Linked DNA regions of Hordeum vulgare: region 1 is linked to region 2. The links are chromatin contacts, called in public Hi-C maps. All regions are on one chromosome and are shown on one strand. Each heading gives the region's core, a stretch centred on a gene start, on an enhancer-like site or on the middle of the called end of the contact. The rest is flanking DNA. Distances are from core to core; before and after follow the strand shown.

Evidence for each region. Hi-C and Micro-C count contacts between places; a contact is called where the count stands out from the background.
Region 1: a contact with region 2 is called in a Hi-C map of leaf, with 4 times the contacts expected there. The contact joins the enhancer-like site here to the promoter of LOC123407793 in region 2. A contact is called at or near these places in 2 of 6 Hi-C or Micro-C datasets (leaf and seedling).

The regions. Positions count from the first base shown.
Region 1 is chr7H:218,393,002-218,396,740 of MorexV3_pseudomolecules_assembly, reverse strand. No RefSeq gene overlaps it. Among protein-coding and RNA genes, the nearest start is that of LOC123412665, 180 kb to the left of the region's middle. Within about 2 kb of position 1,425, at least 2 of the 3 cell types and tissues checked have open chromatin away from gene starts, as enhancers often do. A contact at or near this core is called in leaf, where this site is marked.
Region 2 is chr7H:218,182,854-218,186,950 of MorexV3_pseudomolecules_assembly, reverse strand. It overlaps LOC123407793 (50S ribosomal protein 6, chloroplastic), which reads right to left and starts at 1,671. Exons shown (of 1, transcript XM_045101012.1): 1 at 1,090-1,671. The coding sequence starts at 1,599. The coding sequence ends at 1,243.

The sequences.
Region 1 (3,739 bases), core at 176-2,675, 210 kb before region 2:
TATATTTTATGTTGCTTCATTTTTGCTGGAAATTTACCAGGACCTTCTCCTTCCCGTATATCTTGCCTCCTCCAAATTTGAGATCATTTTATCTAGCCAATATTTCCCTAGAATTATTCTTAGCTTCCGTCGAGAGAAGATAATTTTGAAGCAAGTACCATTTTGGTGTATCTAGTTGCTATGAAATTTTTGTAGTACTTTCTCATGACTAAATCATCATGATCCCCCCAGTTTCAGCCCTACCAAACAATCTATGTGAGTGACTCGTCTAATTTCCTTCTGTGGACCAGATTTGACAGTTGCAAAGCAACTACATTAAACCTTGGTCCAAATCTCTTCAAATTTCTCAAGAATGTTGTCCTTCCTACTCTAAGCCTGTGAGATATTTTGATTTATCATGAGGCCATCCCTGTGACCCTCAACATCTTGCCAAAGTTTGCAGCAGCAAACTTCAGATGAGAAATCCCATCAATTCACAGACTCTTCTGTTGATATATCACTTCATAGCAGTCCCAGTATGTAAGAACAACACCCAAGACATCATTTTCCAGCCTCTCAGGTCATCTCATTGCTAGACAACAAGGTGGCCGCGTGTTTACACGCCTGTGCGCACGCTCTGGCAGCATTGGGCACGCTCTGCACGTCGGACGTGTCTTCCCAACGGTGTCCGCGCATCCCCAAGTGCCGAGCCGAGCACCCCTTCTCTCCCGTCGATCTATGGACCCCGCCCGTCCTCCAGAAACCTCTTGTCGGTGCTAGCCACCGCGAGCCCACGGACGAACAGTGCGCCGACCGGCTCTGTCTGCACTCCGTCCCCTTCCTCCTTCCCCTTGGGGCCATTCTCTGCTTCTGTACTGCTCTCTACCGTCGTCTTCAAGGCTCATGAGGGCGCTGTGCCGCGCCATAGCTTTGGACGAGCCCTCGCGGTGGCCTTCGCCCATGGTATCCATGGCTATTTAAAGCCACTCACGAGGTCCCCCGACCTCACCAGCACCCCCCTCTCTCTCGCATGGCCCTCCCTGACCTCTCCATCGTGCTCCCAAAGCTCAATTCACCCTCCATTGCCGCCATGGCCGTCGGCTTCCCCCTCCTAAATTCGCAAGATATCGGGCTCCCCTCTCCTTGTTGACCTTGCTAGCGACATTCGCTAGCCACCCTGATCTTCCCCATGGCCTTAGACTGGCCTCTCCAACACCATAGCCTCCAGCCCCTCAGCGGTCGCCACTGTCCTCCGCTGGAGTCAAAGCACATTGCCCTCTGCTGCTCCCAGGCGGGAACGGACCATCCAGGCTGGTGCGGCTCCTCGTCGGAGGTGACCGGTGGTGTCGGGACGGCCGTCGGCGTTGAGCCACTGTTCTGCCCCGTTGAGCGAGCAGGACAAGGAAGAAGCAGACCTGACAAGCGGGGCCACCATCCCTACGGACCCCGCCAATTAGTCTCAAGAAGCCTTGACCCTGGACCCGCTGACATGGATAAGTCAAAGCGCATTTTCTGCTTTATGATTTCTTCAGCGGAAAGCGTATTTACCTTCGGTTTCTAACTGAAGTACATTTTCTCTGTGAGAAAGCGTATTTTCTCACAAGACGCTTTCTCTTTAAGCAGCCACGAGCTAGTTTGTGAAACTTTTGTTTTATAGATTAGTCCCTACCCTTCACCTTTCCATATCTTCTCGACTGTAACTCCGATTTAGGTGATTCCAATGCCCACATCCTCGTCTCGTCGAGCCCATTCTACTGGTACCATTTTCATTACGTTGTCACATATTGAAAATCTTCATTTTTCCCTTGCTCCGAATCAGCCCCCTCTAAGAGAGAAGTGCTTCGAGCAAATCACCTCGCGAGTTCCTCGCACTTCTACCCAGTGGATCCTTCATCCCCACGCAAGCCATAACATCCACTTGCGTGATGGCCTTGTAGTATCCATGGTTTCATATTTCAATATTTAAATACCTCCGGCATGTTAATAGTTTCTGAAGGCTATATACATGTTTGTGAATCCCTACCAGTTCTTATGCCATGATCATTTGCATCTAGTTAGTTACATCATTTCTTGTTAATGTTGTTATCATGTCTTATTCTAGTAAGTATATTTTGATGCTAGTGGTCATGCCATGTGTGCTTGCAATATTCATGATCATCCTTATGCCATACTCAGCTGCATCTAGTAGAGCAAATGATTTATTGCTATTGGTGTTATGATTCATATGGTTATGTCTTCCATCCATGCTCATGTTGATATCATGTTCATATGCATTATTACTTTATCATGCTATTCTATTATGACTCATCTCATCACCATGCAAGTTAAATCAGATTTTAATCAAACTTGAACACCTGTTGGCTGAGTCATAGTGCCATCGAGTCGAGGTGACCAGTGTAGTCACACTTGCCTGTACGGGAAGGCCTTAATGCGGTCTATCGTTATGCCTATCGTCGGTGCCTCCAACTAGGGAAGGTTATGTGCATGCGCTATCCTGCCGTGGTAGGCGGCAATAACCTTGTGCCCCCGAGTTGTTTGCGTGATTTTGTCCCCGTTTGGGACCGTTTTAGTTTTGCCACGATGGTGGCCGTTGGATGTCGAGAGTGGCATCGGGGCCACCCATGACTTAGCCCAAAGGTGAGCTTGTCGGAGTGGTTGGGAGAGTGTCATGCAATAGATCGTTTTTGTTGGAACGCCGTTGGTCCACCCGAATGGGAACACGAGGCCTTAGGTTTCGTAGTGTGGTTATAGTGTACTAACCTCTGCAAAGTGTGTATAATCTATTGTTAGTTGTGCCTGTTGATATGGGCCGAGTTCGCAGTAGGTCACACTATTGGACAACAGTAATAGTAACCTGCTTAATAAACAACCCTAGTTCGATGAACAAAGAGGTTGGTTGATCTTTATGTGATCATGAGAGAATCAAAGTGGTATCATGGATACCGACGTTGGTTAACATTTTGGTGTCATGTGGTAATCCTGGGTAAAGATAAATATCCTTGTGGTCATGTGTTGATCACTAAGGTATTGTTAATACCAAGCTTGATTTGATGCTCAGTTTATTGTGTGATGTCCACGAGGGTAGGTGATACGTCTCCAACGTATCTATAATTTTTGATTGTTCCATGTTGTTATATTATAATTCTTGGATGTTTTACAATCATTTTATAGCAACTTTATATCATTTTTTGGGACTAACCTATTGACATAGTTCCCACTGCCAGTTGTAGCTTTTTGCTTGTTTTTTTTACTTTGCAGAAAATCAATATCAAACGGAGTCCAAATGTCATGAAACTTTTTGGACATTTTTTTCTGCCTAGAAGACATCTAGAGGACCAAGGAAGCCAATAAGAGGAGGCCCAGGCTACTCACTAGGCACCAGGGCGCGCCTGCCCCCATGGAGCGTCCTGGTGGGTAGTGGGCCCATCTTGGCGTGATTCCAACACCCAAAAATCCTATAAATATAGAACCCCCCCAGAAATAATCCTAGACGAGAAGTTCCGCCGCCGCAAGCCTCTGTAGCCACAGAAACCAATTGAGATCCCGTTTTGGCACCTTGCCGGAGGGGGATCATCTCTGATGGCCATCTTCATCATCTCGACGGAGGCCGTGATGAGGATGGAGTAGTCCATCCTCGAGGCTGAGGGTTTGTACCAGTAGCTATGTGTTTAATCTCTCTCTCACTCTCTCGTGTTCTTGAGATGTCATGATCTTGATATATCACGGGCCTTGTTAATATAGTTGGATCATATGGTATTTG
Region 2 (4,097 bases), core at 422-2,921:
CATTGATAGAAACTTCCTTTAGACTTGGTAAAATTTGTATCCTAGAGAACCCCTTGGTGTCGCTTACAGAACAATCGTGTACCTGTAGCAGCTCAAGCTTAGGAGTTGTTTTTTCTTCAAACTTGTTCGGTTTAAGGCCAAATAGGTTTGCAAGCTCAAGAAATTGTTTGCCTTGCGAAGGTCTCGGGTTGAAAATGGAAGTGGAGTTCTCCCTTTTCAAACGACTTGTTATGAAGACGTAGAAATGACAAGATTTGTCAGCTTTCCCATTACTACTAGTACTATGTCAACATGACTCATTTGGGTATTCCATAGAGTTACCATGGCTAGCACTGTAGCTATTCGATCCATGTGGTCAATGGCAATTTGACTAGATAGCCATACAACTTAAGGCTATGAAGGCCATCTGAAGGTGGGGACAATTTATCTAGACATCCTTCTAAGTTCTAACCCAGGCTCACCCTCAAGAGTACATCGATACGGACATCAAACAGGCATGGTCGATGGTAACAGAGCAGAGCTCCTTGCAGCTTTTCTTGTTGATGCCGGTCACTCCGTCCCAAGCTTATGCAACTGAGTAAGCTCACTCAGATCCTTCAGAATGGACTTACCTCATGCAGTGTTGACAACACTAGGTGTATGCAGGGCCTTCATTCTCCCAATCCCTGTGGGCGCTTTCACACCATGCTCATCCAAGTCATGAACATACTTTTTCTGCGCATAGCTCTTGTAAGTTGCCAAGCAAAATCCCTTCAAGGGCTGATCAATTCCTCATGTCATAACTGCTGGGAAGCACATTATCACTAGGCACGAGACATGTGCGAAGGTATTTTAGCTTTGAGAGAGTGTGGTCACAAATGTACTTCTTATAACCAATGTCTCCAGCTCAGACATACCACCAAAAATCAATCTGGGAGATGGTATATACTAGGCAGCACTCAAAAGAATTTACCCACCAGCATTTTGTCGTAGCCACATTCCTGTTGCCCCTTTGTAATGCTTTGACAGCTTGAGCCTATCACCAACCCATGGTCGAACCGAGAAACACTAGGTAAAATCGAAATACACACAACGTGAAACCATAAATCATCGAGCAAAGCAAGCACTTGAACCTTTCACTCCAGTAGAATTCAGGATTGTAATTGCGAAGTGTAACAGCAGTGAATAGTCTCAAGCAAAAACCATGCGTGCGGAGAGTTCAAGGAAATAAAATACAGAGAGGACGCAGTGGACTTCACGGCGTCAGTCTGCGGCGGCAGGGGCGGCGACCACCTCGACCTCGACGGCGGCGGCGGGCGTGGTCTCCGCATCCTGCGGCGACTCATCTTCCTTCTCGCCGGCAGCTACAAGCGTCCAGTCATCGGGAAGCGCCGGCAGCGGCTCGTATTGAATGGGGCGGCGCTTGATGTCCCACCGCTGCGTCTTCTTGGGCCGCGTCTTCATATGGTGCTTGGTCCCTTTCTTCTGCGGCCGCGACGAGCACTCCACCGACAGCGCGCACCCTCCGTCGACCCCAAAGAAGCCCACCGACGGGCGGGCGGACCGTGGCGCGACCGCCGGCGCCGCTGAGCCCGCGAGAAAGGCTGTGACGAGCGACATTTTCGTCGAAATGCCTCTGCTTCGACCAGGGGAGAGCTACACGAGTGTTGTGTTTGGGATAAGAAAGGAGGGAGGATGGCTTTGGATTGGATTGGATTGGGTTTTGGATACACATCCGGGGATCCCAAGTGCCCAGCAAAATCTGACGGTTCATGTTGGAACGTATGAAATCCTACCGTCCAAGTTTCCCCGCACTAATGATAATGATAAGGCTATAAACATTGGGCAGTACTGGCGCGCGGCAGTACTGGGCGCGGGCCGGCCTGAAAACTCGCACAGGTCGCAGCGCAGCAGTACGATTGGAGGCTTCTGCATCGTTGGATCTCCCCCTGCTCATTCGTCCTCCTCACGCAGCTCAACCAACATCCTGATCCTTCGCCTCCCCCTACATCTCGCACGCGTCGCCGTCTGCGGGTAGCCCCGCGGGCTCCCGCGTGCTCATCGTCGTCGTCCCATCGTCAGTCTACTCACCACGCTCGTCGTCGACGTTGTGGTTCGCAGCAACCCACCACCAACATCTCGCCTCCCGTGAAGCAAATTTTTTTTGTCGGTGGTAGCAAAAAAACAATACGGTTGTAACAAAACAGAACGACGGATGTAGCAAATTTGTATAATGGTTGTAGCATTTTTTCATCATGGTTGCAACTCGGCCATGCCAACGATTGTAGCAAAAAAACAATACGGTTGCAACAAAACAGAATGTCGGATGTAGAAAATTTGTATAATGGTTGCAACATTTTTCCATCATGGTTGCAACTCAGGCTACAACTTCGGTGAACTTTGGTTACAACTCTCGCGGGCGTGGTTGTAGCTTTTCTGATCAACGGTTGTAGCTTTTTTTGGACGCTTCTAGCTTTTGTGGTACGTGGTTGTAGCATTCGCGACACCATCCGTGTAGGTCCTCCTGCAGTAAACTCACTTGCCGGCCATGGGATCACCCGCCCCGCCGCCTTTCTGTTTGCAGCTCGTCTCTCTATCGGTTGCAGCTCTCGTGTAGCCGGATGTAGCTTTTCCGTCCACCTGGATCTGACGGAAACAAAATGGATCCAACGGAGACGAGAGGAATAAGGAGAGAGGAAAGGGGGAAAACTGGATGCGAGCGGGGGATCTGACAGAGCGAGCGATAGCGACCAGCGGAACGCTTCCGCCGGCGTGTAGATGCGAAACATCTTCCATAATCATTACTCTTGTATAAAGAATGCTCGAGTACCCGCCTTCCTAGGCGCCTTGCAGGTTGTGAGAGCCTCCACGTCGTCTGATTCCAGTTGGCGTGTTGGGAGGCGTGTGTGTAGGGGGGGGGCTTCTTGGGCTCTCTAAGGCGTTTGATTTACCCACACGGCTCGGACTCGGGCAACTCAGTTGGGTGGTCCATGACGGGTGGATCACAGGGGCGTGTCCGGGGTCATCTTCATAGGGCGGCGACCCTCCCTCCCCCCTTCCCATGCCCGTCCGTGCGTCGTGTGTCACACGTGTTAGAAATTAATTAGCAAAGGGTGTATCCAACTCCAAACATGCATGTCTCTTCCCTCTCTCTATTGCCAACAGGCACCTGTTCTGGAGGAATGCCTCCGAACAGACACCTGTTATTCCCACCTCTTCCAGATGTATATATACTTGAGAATCAATAAAAATCAGGACTGATCATCCATTCACTTTCATTCAATCTCATTTTACTCTAACACGTTATCACCAACGTTAGCCTCTACCAAGAGCGGAAGCCACTCCGCCGATTCTACAATTTCCCCCGAAGATGGCCGGAGAAGTTGGTTGCTGGAGTTTCAGCCATCAAGCAATTCATGGCGAAGACGAGATGTTCCTCATGCGAAAGAAATAAAATACTAAGGAGGAGATTGATTGACTATTTGATCTTATCTTCTTGCAATCAATTAATAATCTAATAATGGATTGTTTATCTCTATGCACTCACGTGAATCTCACGAAGAATCGATCAATCATGAACTACAAAGAGAAGAAGTACGAGACCGTTCTCCAATTTTCTTTTCTTCCATTGAAGCACATGAACAAGCGTTGTTGTTACTGCACTTCATCCACATTGCGAAAGCGTTTCTTCTACTTGCAAATATGACGTCCGGCGTGGCGAGGTCTCGATCCATGCGAGACACCCCGACAACGAGAGGCAACACCGGCCTCAACGAAACGACGGCCTCCATCCCGGAGCGCACGACGACCCTCGACCCTGTCGCTATCCTCCGACGCGCAGCCCCGTCATGGCCATCGGCCGGCTCCAACGGACAAGACACGAGTCCCGGTGGTGCATCCTTAGACGCGACCGTCGTCCAACACGACGACCCGACCTCTCGCTCACGCTTGACCGCGGCGCCCTGGCGCCAGCCACAAGGCAGCATCCTCCCCGATGGCGACCCAAACGAATCAGTTTGATTCTTATCCACGCAAAGGAAGACAATTTCTTACATATCCCCATTGAGCCATCAGGCTTAGAATATTTTGCAGATTAATCGTTATACTTTCTGTGAATG